2 separate regions of the Rattus norvegicus genome follow, and region 2 is linked to region 1. A link is a contact called in public Hi-C data. All regions are on one chromosome and are shown on one strand. The core of a region is the stretch at or near the end of the contact, and the rest is flanking DNA. Distances in the headings are between cores, read along the strand shown.

Evidence for each region. A called contact is a pair of places that touch in the nucleus more often than the background predicts.
Region 2: a contact with region 1 is called in a Hi-C map of prefrontal cortex, with 5 times the contacts expected there. The contact joins the enhancer-like site here to the promoter of Kcna1 in region 1. A contact is called at or near these places in 2 of 12 Hi-C or Micro-C datasets (frontal cortex and prefrontal cortex).

The regions. Positions count from the first base shown.
Region 1 is chr4:161,152,400-161,159,159 of GRCr8, reverse strand. It overlaps Kcna1 (potassium voltage-gated channel subfamily A member 1), which reads left to right and starts at 1,886. Exons shown (of 1, transcript NM_173095.3): 1 at 1,886-3,631. The coding sequence starts at 1,920. The coding sequence ends at 3,407.
Region 2 is chr4:161,218,788-161,225,128 of GRCr8, reverse strand. No RefSeq gene overlaps it. Among named protein-coding and RNA genes, the nearest start is that of Kcna6, 40 kb to the left of the region's middle. Within about 2 kb of position 2,133, at least 43 of the 93 cell types and tissues checked have an H3K27ac peak or open chromatin away from gene starts, as enhancers often do. A contact at or near this core is called in prefrontal cortex, where this site is marked.

The sequences.
Region 1 (6,760 bases), core at 637-3,136:
GGAGTGCCACTGGCGTGGGGGTTGAGGGGCTAGGGTGGGCTGGGGAGAGAGGCCTCTGGGGGGAGAGGCGGGGTGGCGCGGAGGAGCGAGACGCAGGAAGATTGCCTGTGTGACTGCATCTAAAGCAGACGGGTCCAAGGAGTTCTGCCAGGGACACCACCGCCTGCATTGCGTCGGACCTGACCATCTCCAATGTGAAATTCCCGGGAAGGTCGCTCGCAACGGAGGGCCGTGCGTGGGCGGGGCTGCGGGCCACTGGGAAAGAGGAGTTGGTGGTGGTGGGCTTCTCGAGGTGGGGGGGGGAAACTGTACAGGCAAGGATGGGAACTGAATGACAACCCCCTTCTGCCAAACCACCCCCTCATATTTTCCATCTACCTCCTCGCTCCTGCCCTCCCCCGCCCTCCCCAACCCACGCCCCGGTGGGCCAATCGCTGCTCCGCATTCCAGGCGCTTTCTCAGGTTTCTGCTGATCTTGCAGCGCCCAGAAATGGACCGAGCGGACCTGCGGCCACACGCTCCCTGCCCCACTCCAAGCTGCTGAAGGCTCGCGGCGCGCCGCGGAACGAGGTCCGTGCTGTGGTACGGAGAGTGCAGGTTACCCGAGAGCCATGTAGAGCCAGGCTTTGAGCCGCCCGCCTCCCTCGGGATCGAATCAAGGGCTCCCGTAGTGTTCGGAGGGGGCGAGAGTGAAGCTTATCGCCATTTGCTTGGGTGACTCGGGAGAAGGTGGCCTTTTTGTTTTTCCACCCCGCATCCTCCGGGACTTTCTGCCCCAGACAGAGGACAGCATCTCCTGTTTGCTTGCACCGTGCGAGAATGGGGGTAGGGTACGGACGTTTCCTCCGTAGCTGCTCGATAAAACGATCGGACTCCTGAGAGGAGAAGGACGCGAACCGCCAGGGGCCGGAGCCTCTCGCGTGCTGCTGCGGTGGTGGCGGCTGCTCGCTCCGGCTGCTGCAAAGGCGACCTGCCGCATTCAGACTCTCCGCCGTCTCAGTACCGCCTCTGCGCCAAGCCGGTCCGCCAGGTAGGAAGCTCCCTAGTTCGGGGCTGCAGAATTCGAGATAGGGGTGACAGGGTGGGGGAGGCTGAGGGTGAGGGGTTGCTGCCTAGGACCCGCAGCTCCTCCAGTATCGCTAAGCGCTTTCCCGATCTCCAGTTTAACGGAGTTGTAAACAGATCGGCTGTTGGGCGTTGGGAAAAGTGGGATGGAAGATTTCCAAACTTGGATTTCTGGGTGTCTGTTGTGTGTCTGTCTGTGAGTATGTGTTAACCCCAGTAAAAGTCCGGTGTGTTCTACAAAAGGTGGTAGTCTGTGCTCTTCGGTGTCTTTAGGTTCGTCCCATCCGAATGCTTCTGATTTTCTACCCTCGTATCACTTTTTATTTCTCCGCAGCGTCCATCGATCGCCCCGGTGGGAGCTTAGAAGGCGGCAGGCGAAGAGGGGTAGGAGGGGGGAGAGCCAAGGAGCAGCAAAGTGGGTGCCAGGCCCGGGGATCTGCTGAGTTGGCACTGCACCGGGTCCTAGGAGGGCTGCAGGAGGGGAAGGGAGCCGGGGCGAGCCCCGAAGTCATGGCAGGTGTGCGTTAAGACAATCAGATCAGGAAGAAAAACCCATTCACCAACACAAAAACAGAGCACCCCCACCTCAAAAAAAAAAAAAAAAAAGCTTCACTGGGGGCCCTTAGGCGAGAGGAGTTTCCAAATTGGGTAAAAGGCAGAGTGGAGGAGGGGAGGTGATAATTAGCAAAGTTGTAGACCTCTGAACCTTCTGGGTCTGAAGCCCCTCCCTGTGAGCGTGGGGGAGACTCACTCTCCGGTGGGGGGGCCGTTTGGGTCCCCCCCACCCCTACTCCCTCGCTCCTTTACACCCCGGGCTCTCTCCTGGCCTCCTACCCCTGCACCCTGCATCCATCATGACGGTGATGTCAGGGGAGAATGCAGACGAGGCTTCGGCCGCTCCAGGTCACCCCCAGGATGGCAGCTACCCAAGGCAGGCGGACCACGACGACCACGAATGCTGCGAGCGCGTGGTGATCAACATCTCCGGGCTGCGCTTCGAGACGCAGCTCAAGACTCTGGCCCAGTTCCCCAACACGCTGCTGGGCAACCCGAAGAAACGCATGCGCTACTTTGACCCTCTGAGGAATGAGTACTTCTTTGACCGCAACCGGCCCAGCTTCGATGCCATCCTTTATTACTACCAGTCGGGGGGGCGCCTGCGCAGGCCGGTCAACGTGCCCCTGGACATGTTCTCCGAGGAGATTAAATTTTACGAGTTGGGCGAGGAGGCCATGGAGAAGTTCCGGGAAGATGAGGGCTTCATCAAGGAAGAGGAGCGCCCCCTACCCGAGAAGGAGTACCAGCGCCAGGTGTGGCTGCTCTTTGAGTATCCGGAGAGCTCAGGACCTGCACGGGTTATTGCCATTGTATCCGTCATGGTCATCCTCATCTCCATAGTCATCTTTTGCCTGGAGACTCTCCCTGAGCTGAAGGATGACAAGGACTTCACGGGCACCATTCACCGCATCGATAACACCACAGTCATCTACACTTCTAACATCTTCACAGACCCTTTCTTCATTGTGGAAACCTTGTGTATCATCTGGTTCTCTTTTGAGCTGGTGGTGCGCTTCTTCGCCTGCCCCAGCAAGACAGACTTCTTTAAGAACATCATGAACTTCATCGACATTGTGGCCATCATCCCTTATTTCATTACCCTGGGCACAGAGATAGCTGAGCAGGAGGGGAATCAGAAGGGCGAGCAGGCCACTTCCCTGGCCATCCTCAGGGTCATCCGCTTGGTAAGGGTGTTCAGAATCTTCAAACTCTCCCGCCACTCCAAGGGCCTTCAGATCCTGGGCCAGACCCTCAAAGCTAGTATGAGGGAGTTAGGGCTGCTCATCTTTTTCCTCTTCATTGGCGTCATACTGTTTTCTAGTGCAGTGTACTTTGCGGAGGCGGAAGAAGCTGAGTCGCACTTCTCCAGTATCCCCGATGCTTTCTGGTGGGCGGTGGTGTCCATGACCACTGTGGGATACGGTGACATGTACCCTGTGACAATTGGAGGCAAGATCGTGGGCTCCTTGTGTGCCATCGCTGGTGTGCTGACAATTGCCCTGCCCGTACCTGTCATTGTGTCCAATTTCAACTATTTCTACCACCGAGAAACTGAGGGGGAAGAGCAGGCTCAGTTGCTCCATGTTAGTTCTCCTAACTTAGCCTCTGACAGTGACCTCAGCCGCCGCAGCTCCTCTACTATCAGCAAGTCTGAGTACATGGAGATCGAAGAGGACATGAACAATAGCATAGCCCACTACAGGCAGGCTAATATCAGAACTGGTAACTGCACCGCAACTGATCAAAACTGCGTTAATAAGAGCAAGCTCCTGACCGATGTTTAAAAAAAGCACCAGGCAAGCAATCAAAAGCCCCCAAACAAAACCCTTGGCGACTCCTGTCCCACTCTGTAGATACTTTACTAAAACCGTAGTCTTTGAATGCTTTATTTAACTGGCAATGCACTGTTGCATTGTGAATTTGGGGGGTGGGCAAACCTGAAGCTTTCAAGATCACATTTAAAAAACAAAACCAACCAAACAAGCAAAAAGAAAAAAAAAACCCAACAAAAAATATAAAAACTCAACCCAACCCAATAACCAACTATTTTCATTTTTATTTAAAAAATGAGAAAAGAAAGAGGATTTTCTAAAACGCTGCCCATGAAGTAGTCTGTGTGAAATAAGACTCATGCTTTCCTTGTACTGAAGTTTTTCCAATCTTTTGGCTTAAGTTGTTTTGTTTGTTTTTTTTAAACCTAAAAATCAGATGACCACTTAGGAACATAAAAATTCAAATTTGCATGGAACTCCACTGTAAAATTTTTGCAAATTGCACAGCACATGTCAGATAGTGTGCCCCGTGGAACACCATGTAACAGCCTCAGTGGTCAGTGGGGGGAAAAATGCTTTTATTTTGATCAACTGAATTGCATACAAGGCTAACAAAATCCGGACTCATTAAGAATGGTTCAGAAAGCACCTTGCAAATCTGTTACTGGTCCCAATCTGTTGGGATTTTCCATCTGCCCCGTTCTCCTAAATCCCAGTCTATTCTCTAAGAAAAGGGCAACTTGATTAAATGAGTTGTTTCATCTGTAAGGCTGCTAAGTTCTCTCAACTGCAGATGATCCAAATATAGGTTTGTTTTTTTTTTAAACCAATCCTGACCCCTGACCTTCAGAAGTGGATGATAAACCTTACCCTCCTTATTGCAAGAGCACAAGAGTTCAATGGTAAGCATGTTTGAATCCGATAACATTTATTTTATAATCGCATGCTGAGAAAGTTAGCCCAGACAATAGTGAATAAGCTTACGTTGAAATCGACTCTTCTAAATATAGTCCGTTTCATTTGCATTCACCAAAAGTGCACTCCTTCATTTATTAACTCTTTTCTTAGCAGCTAAAGTACTGTATTTAAGTACGTACCTTAGATGGGGACAGTCCCTTTTCCGAGCTCAAAGCATGTTCTCTTAGTCAGCATTATGGCCTATTTGATTAAGATATACCTTGAATTAATTAATGCATGGTTTCAGTAATAAAAAAAATTAGAAAATACTAAAAATTACAAGCCTGTGGGACGAAAGGCCCAAAGGAACACTGGGGTGGGGGTGGGGTGGGGGAAACTCCCGTCAATTTTCCTGCCTTTGCTCAGGGAAATGTCAAGCTTCTATGCAGGTATAGACAGAGAGAGGACCAATATGCCCATCCTTTAAGGGGAAACTGTGGAAAACTAAATAAATCATTCAAGGTATTTAATAGACCTAAAACCAAGCATTCTTTCTAGCTGAACATAAATACAAGCAAAACAAACAAACAAACAAACAAAAAAAAGGTGCAATATTGCATGGTTTCTTGGTGCATTCTTAGGATGTAAGTGATAACGCTGACCTCTTCATGCATCCAGAGCAGAGCCGATTTCTTTTCGCAGTCATGATTTGAAGTCTATAGAGACTTCGGCCCTCCCCCCTGAGGCTCCCTGAAGAAACTCAGCCAATTGATTTAATACTTGCTTAGTGCCTTTATCTGTACCCACAGTGAACTGCAGAAAAGTGCCTCCATAACTCAGCTGGGAAGTTATTTAACAGAAGGGAGGAAGGGTTGGGGCACAGACCTTTTTGCTTTTTGTTTTGTTTGTTTTTCCATCCTCACTGTCTCACTTCACCACTGTGAGAAGACCTCTCCACCCTCAGAGCCCCCAAAGAAGAGAGAGAGAGAGAGAGAAAGCAGGTGCTGTCTCTCTTGGCTGTCTACTGGACTTGGTCTCTTTGGCAGCCTGACTCTGGATATGAACTGAGACCCATCTTTGAAGTGGACATGAACCATAAACTGGTTCTATTCTGTTTTGTTCTGTTCTGTTTTGTTTCTTCTCGACCAGAAGCCAAGAGAAATGTTTTTGGGAATGTGGAAGGCCACTCCGGACATACAAAGCTTCCTCAGGTTCAGTGGCTCCTTCTCCCCCATCTCTCCCTGTCAGCTGTAGCACTTTGCAGATCTCTGAGAGTCTGATCTTTGGGGACATTGGTGTAAATCATGGGAACACTTATCTCACAGTGACCTGTCATAAGCCAGCCATCTTGGCCAACCTCCTCTATAGCTTTCCTATGATGCTCCTCTGATTGTCCCACTTGGAAGTCACGTCACTGGCTGAACATCTGATTGCTGCTGCCCCAGCCGCTGAATTCAGAGAATGGTGGGGACCCCATGTCCAGCTGCAAGGTCACCATGTGGCACAGGCTCTGGAGTCCAGCAGCTATCCACTGGCGGAAAGGCGTTCATTGCCTTTTTAAGGATTCTGGAGTGGGGAATCGTCACTCTGCGTTTAGCATGTGGCTGCCTACTACTGTTTGCCTTACATTCTTGCCTGGCTTCTTCTGGAATCCTCCCTTTCCCCCCCACCCAATCTTCAGACTAGAAGTGAGGCCATAGACCAAGAAACTATGAGGACATCCAGGCTATCTAGTTCGTTTGAAAGGAGATGGACATTTTCTTTCCCTGTGCAATTTTTGTGAGTCTTCAGGGTGTTCCAACACATATCCTAGAAGATGAGGTGCCAAGAACTGCCCAGCCTCTGACTATAGGGTACTATACCCTCCTGTGTGTGTTGCTCACTCTTTGAACCTTAGATCGCCACTCTGATCTTTCCTTTCTACATGGTTGCAAGTCTCCAGTTGGGAGAAAAATGCCGACATCCTCCCCCACTCTCCAGGTATATTTGAACTTTTATTTTGACTCTGAGATCTAGGACACAACAGAACTCGGTCAACAGCAATAATCCACTCAGTACTATGGGATGGATGGGTTAGAGGATGAGACACTGAGACTGACACAGTTCAACCAGCTCCTGGACACTTGACCTGCCTCCTGTAGCTGTGCCCTGGACAGGTTGACATTTCTGTGTATGTTACAAGAAAAAGTTCTGCATGTGGTGGAGTAGTCTGCCTGGGGCTGTGGGATGTGCTGTTGTTATGGATTTGGAGTGGATGGGTGATACGGATGCTGGTTATCCTTCTGTAGCTCATTGCGGTGAGCGCGATGACAGGGAGCACGGGGATGATCTGTGTAGCATAGGCATGCGACCTTTGATCAAGCTCTTACCCCCGCACTGTAATGTGCTGAAATGTCTTTGTAGACCTGAAGGTGCACTTAACTAAACTGCCTACTATGGAATGACTCATCATCTGGTCCACTTCACAC
Region 2 (6,341 bases), core at 884-3,383, 66 kb before region 1:
AAGCAGGTGAGTAATTTCTGGAGCCCTTACCTGTGGGTTGCTCTTAACCTCCTGGAAGGGCCAAGGGAATATTAGGAATCAGTTATGACACCGTGGAGGAAATTCCTAACAGAAGCCTGGTGGCCAGCGGACTTGGGTTCAGTTTGCTCTCTGTGGAGAAGGACTATCCCCAGGAACCAGGAGATGACAAAGCAAAAAACCAGGTGTCTCTTGGGAAAACAATCCTCCAGCACAAATACCAGTCGGTCACATTTTATGGGCTCTAAACGGGCTAAGCAGCAAAGTCAAATCATTGAGAACTCCTACCCGGCAACTGGACCTGAGTTACGAGGGGTCTGAGAGAGAGGACTCCAGGGCCAGTCTTTGGGTCGTGTCCTCAGCTTCCCCCCTTGTCAAGCAGGGAGCCGCATCAAATGCCTCCAAGTTCCTTCTTATAACGGATGTGTGTTTGATCTTACCAGTCCCCTGCTTCCTGAAGTTTGTAAAGGAGCCCATTAAAAATGGCCCGCACAAAGGTGTCTTTTCAAAACACCAACCCCTCATCTCCTGCCCGGTCTGGCTGCCTCTCCAGACATCCTTAGTCTTTGCAAGATGGTGCCCATTAGTGAGCTTTGGTACGGAGCCTGACCCTGCGAGGGGTCAGATCTTCACTCCTCTCAGATTCCGAGTGGTGTGTTTCACAGGGGCTCTGGCGGCCTCACCTGCACTCAAGCTGTCTTTAAATGACTGCTATCTGGTTGTTTTTTGAGACAAAGTCTCACTATACAGTACTGACTGGCCTAGGTAGAGCAAAGGTGTGCATCATCATGGCCCCTCCCCTTTTAAGGTTTGGCCCCTCCCCCTTTTAAGGTTTGGCCCCTCCCCCTTTAAGGTTTGGTCCCTCCCCCTTTTAAGGTTCGAAACAGGGTCTAATGTATCCCACGTTGGCCTTAAACTCTCTTTGTAACCAGGGATGGCCTTGAACTCCTGTTCTTTCTACCTCTGTCTTCTGAGTGCTGGGATTGCATGCAGGCACCACCATGCCCAGTGTCTGCAGTGCTGGGGTTTGTGCAGTTGGCAACCTACCAACTGAACTGCATCCCGGTTTCCGAGATGGGTTCTGAAGATAACAGGGAGGAGCAGGGCGGGGGTGGGGAGCCAGAAGAAAGGATTCTCATTCGAATTGAAGCATTGCCAGTAATGACTGGTTGAGACAAGTATCTCCCACGTTTGTTTTGGTCAGCTCTTTGGTGCTCACACAAGGCTTCTGAAAATGAACAGGAACGAAACGCCAAGGACACTTGGTGTATGTGGGCTACGCTGTGGTAACCCATTGTGGGCCAGAGTCATCTAGAGGATGTATTAAATGGGAATTCCTACCTCAGTGTGGAGGTTTGTACCTGTAATCACAGCAGACAGGAAGCTGAGGCAGGGGAACCAAAAACTAAAGGACAGCCTGTGCTATACAAAGTCAGATGCTAGGACAGACAGACCTAGGACAGACAGACGAGGTAGGTTCCTGGGCTGCAACGAAGAGTTGCTGAATGCACAGGTATGAGAAAGTTGGGGGGGGGGGGTGTTTTTTGTTTTTGTTTTAAAAGACAAGGTCTCAAGTGGCTTGGCTTGCCCTGGAATTCACTGGGGCTGCAGACCTGCACCTACTCCAGGTTTACATGGTGCTTGGGATAGAATTTAGGGATTTGTGCTGGATAAGCATCTTATCAAATAACCTCGGCTAAAAAGGGTCCAAGAATGAGCATATCCTTCCCAGGCAAAGGTCGTTCTTTAGGTCAGGGGACTGATACTCTGCGCTATTAAACTTGAAACACTTGGTTGTGAGCCTAGCCTTCTCTCCAGCCCGAAACACAGTCTCAGCCATGTGTCACCTACATCCGTTTCAGGGACTTCTAAAATCATAACCTATGGGCTTCTAAGCTTGTAGGCAAGAGGCAGCCCCACAGATGAGCGAGTAGTTAGTCTCCAAGGCAACGGAGCCTTGGTTAATTACCAGGATTGGGAGAAGGCTCCCAGGTCAGCGCTTGCGAGTTTCGGCCACTAGGGGGAGACAAGGTTATTGTTTTACCGGCCTGAGCAGCGGAGAAGAGGAAAAGTACTGAGGCACGCTGAGCAAAGCCTTTGAGAACATCGGCAACAAAGCTCACTGTTCCAGGGCCGCAGCAAAGCACTGCACTGCAATCTGGATGCGCACAGATGCCATCAGGAACCACGGGCCTGGTGAGGAGGGGAGGGGCTGTTTATTTCCCAAGTCACTTGGTTTTCCTTCCGTTCCTCAAAGTGCCTTACATCAATTCTGTTATGCAATAGGTGCCTGGCTGCAGTTATGAGAAGAAATGAAGATGCTGTGTTGTTTTGGGCCGAAGAAAGTGGCTTATAAAAGTGGTGTGTGTGTGTGTGTGTGTGTGTGTGTGTGTGCGTGTGTGTGTGTGTGTGTGTGTGTGTGTGGTTTGTGAGAGATGACAGGGGACTTGGACTGGCTGGCCCAGGACATTTCCCGCCCAGGTGTGTGGGGACATAAATCTGCAAAAGGAAAGGCTAGTTTGAGGTCTGTGTACATGTCCTCATGATGAGAAGAACCAGGGATTCTGTAGTAAAAAAGATTTAAGTCAAACCTCGAGTTAAGAGGACAAATAATCCAGAGAGTACTTTACCTGCCTTGAATTTGCAAAAGCCCATGGTCCACACCGTACACCCCTTAGCTCATCTCTTTAGAGGATGCCCACACGTTGAACAGCACCGGGGCAGAGGGACAGATCTAGATCGTGTGACCAGGAACTAACCACTCAGCTTCTGTGACACTCGACACTCGTCAGCCCCGTCTTTTCCGAGTGAGGTGATGTCAGGTTCTCAACCCTTTCCTCTCCACAGGAGCATCAGGTGTGGAAGCCCCTCTCCCCACGAGCACACTGTACCTAGCCTTCTCTCATCCACACGAGTACCCAGCATCCAGCCCTCTGTTCTCCACACGAGCAGCATACACTTGGCTACCCTCTCTCGCCGTGAGCATTCTCAGCCCTCTTCTTTCTGCGTGGACTTTACTCATTCAACCTTTTCCTCTCCATCCGAGCATGTGTGAGCATTATACACAGCATCATATTCCTCAAGGCACTTCAGAGCAGCTCCTATATCAGTCGCTGAGGGCTCCCTCTCCATGCTCTTCCTAGGAAGGACAGCAGCCATCCTGTAACTTCAGAGAGAAGATCAAAAAAACGAGCTCAGGCAACACTGGAACACGTGACGCTCTAATTTATCTGAGGGACCAGTTTCCACCACATGCATCGGCTGTACTTGTGCAGCCTCTGTGACAAGCTGTAGAAACAGGGATGGTCTGTAAGACTTTAGTTTGGGGACTTGCATATTTCTCAGAAGCTCCAATGGTTTTCCTAACAGAGGACCCTTAGTGGGCTTTTCAGCATGCTCATGCCTTGTGACCAACGTGTGCAAAGCACATGTTAAGAGTATCCGAGAGCTTACCAGTGACCAGAGCATTTTCACTGTGGTCTCAGTTAAGTGTTTCTCCAGGCCACCATGAAGGCTGTTCACGGGAGAAATCCCTTTAAATGCTTTGAAATGAGGTGTGTGTGTGTGTGTGTGTGTGTGTGTGTGTGTGTGTGTATGTGTGTGTGTTAGAATATGAGTATAGATGAGTGTATGCATATGAATGTGTGTATGTGCTGTATGTTAAGTATGAGAGTGTATATGAGTGTATGGTATGTATGTGTGTATGTGTATATGAGTGCCTGTCTATGTGCATGTGTGTACTATGTGTGTATACATGGTGCGTCTATGAACACTCATAGGCACAAACATACATGAGTGTGCATGTGTGTACTGTGTAGATGTGTTCATGGTGTGTCTGTACTGTGTGTGTGTGTGTGTGCGTGTGTGCACGTGTGAAGTGTGTGGATGTGAGCTAAGATATTTGTGTGCTTGTGTGTGTACGAATGAGTGTGAGGGTAGAGAACTTGTTTGCCTTCTATCTCAAACATGCTCCCTTTGGGGAAGTGAAACCACATCTCCACAATCTCTCTCCTCACCACAAACCACCAAGAGAATCTGGCACAAAAGACGGCTGGCTATCCCCATCCCCGTGTATCCATGTCCTAGATAGGAACTCAGCTTTCCAAGAGTCCATTTCCTAAGAGTCCCTCACTCCCTTGGAGTCTAGAGCGTCTCACCCCAGTCTTCTCCTTGCTGCTGGACAGCACAGGACGGCTCTGTTCTATGGCTCCCCCAGACATGAGTCTTTTGAGGGATGTCTCAGGAGTGCCTGTCCCTGAGCTCTCATCCCCAGGCTCCCATCAGCCACTGGGGCATCTGCTGCTGCTCTGAGCTTTCCCTCCATCGCTGCCTGGATGTTTGGATCATGAGAGCATTAGTGACCAGATTCCAGAGGATATCAAGAGGACTTTGCAGCGGATCTCTTGCCTTCCATCCCTCACTGGCTCTGTCCTTGAAAGAACCCTGCCCCCTGCCCTCCCTTGAAGCCTTTTCTACCCTGCAACTGGCCTGGAACATCAGAGGCAAGAAAGTCACTGCTCCAATTGAATTTTGCTGCAGTTTCTTTCTTTTTTTTTTTTCTCCCCTAGATGCTGAGAGCTATTTTTAGCTAGGGACTTTTAAAAAAATAGGGGATCCACATCTATTTTTAAAGCCCTTACGGAGGCCAAATAACCAAGGGTTCCTCCTGCAGATTTGCGAGAGCAAGGTGGGAGAGGCTAGGACAGCGGGTAGGGGTGCCTGCCTGCAACTGTGGGGTAGACAGGAAAGCTTAGGAGGGTGGGTGAAGACAAAACAGGATCAAGCTGCTTTCACACAGGACACAAGAGTAAGAGCCTATCCGCCTCTGCGTCAAGCTCCCAAGTCTCCAGTCCTAGTGTTACAAATGCCGGCACCTAGCAGTGGAGAGGACACTGCCACTGACTGAGTTTATCACCTTGTCTTTTCTCTGGGTATCATAGCTCTGGGTCTTCCTTTGGTCTGACCACGTTGTGCTGAGCGTGAAACCAACACTGAGCAGGTAGAGTTAAAGACCTGGGTGTGTGGGTGGGTGCTATGTGTGCCAACATGCTGGCGAAGGTACAAGGGGATGGCACGCTGCAGGACAAAGGGATCTGGCTTTAGAGAAGGGAAGGGGACTGACAAATGTGCGCTAGGTCCTCCTCAGAGTGGTTGCACAGGGTCCTTTTCTTCTGTCTCCCTGAGCCTGTCACCAATGGCCATATTTGGAAGCAGGTTTCACAGGCCTTGAATGGAGGAGGGCAGTAGGGCAGAAAATTCTAGACGATGACAATGCTATAGACTGAACCTAAAGACTTCCTTGTTTCTGCTTTGCACACAATGGATGGAGGGGATGGCCTAGCTGGAAGCCTGGCAGCTACCTCACCAGTTGGCCTCACATGACCTTCCTTCCTCTCTCCTCATAAAATTCAGTCCCTGTGGCCATGTCTTCCTTGAAACTGACCAGGGCTCTTGATGTCACCCTGCTCTGCCTGTTCCTCTTCTAAACTCTAGTAGGGCAAGGAGTGAGGAGAAGACGAGATAGACATGGAGACCCTCATAGCGACAAGAGGCAACCACTCCTCACTCCCTTAATACATAAATCAATTACCCACAATACCTCTCTTCCTTTGTTAATAATACGTACCATACGCATCTTTGTTGCCTTCACCACAAGGGAGAAAGCCTACTGAGTATGGGGATACCAGGATTGCAAGAGCTACAAGATTTCTTAGAATAATACCATGTCAGGGCTGGAGGAATGACTCAGCAGTTAAGAGTGCTTACTCATCATGAGGATCGGAGTTCAGAGACCAGTTTTTGTGTAATAAGTTGGCCATCTTTACAAATGCTTGCAACTCCAGCCTCAAGGAGGGTGAAGACAGGAGGATGACGGGGGCTTGCTGTCTTCTAGCCTAGCCCAGACTTTGAGCCTTGGATTTAGGAAAAGGACCTGCCTCAGAAGAATAGGCAGGGAGTGATGGAGAGGACACCCAATGTCCTCTTTTGGCCTCTGTGAGTAAGCATGCATGTGTGTGCGTGCATATGTGTGTGTGTGTGTGTGTGTGTGTGTGTGTGTGTGTGTGCACCCAGAGTAAATAAAAACCCTAAAGACTAACAACGCTCATGTCCCCAGACCACTCCAACATGCTGATAAGACTTTGGCTCTATCCTCTGGCAGTGAGAAGCCTAGGTCTAGCCTTTTCTCCAACCGCTCTTTTCCCTCCTTTTCTGGGAGTTCACTGTGCCTGTCTCCACTTTTACTTCTACCACTGGATTGGGAGTTCCTTTATATCGTACATAGAAAGAGACAGGGAGAGAGGGACGCTTGCATCCTGACCCAT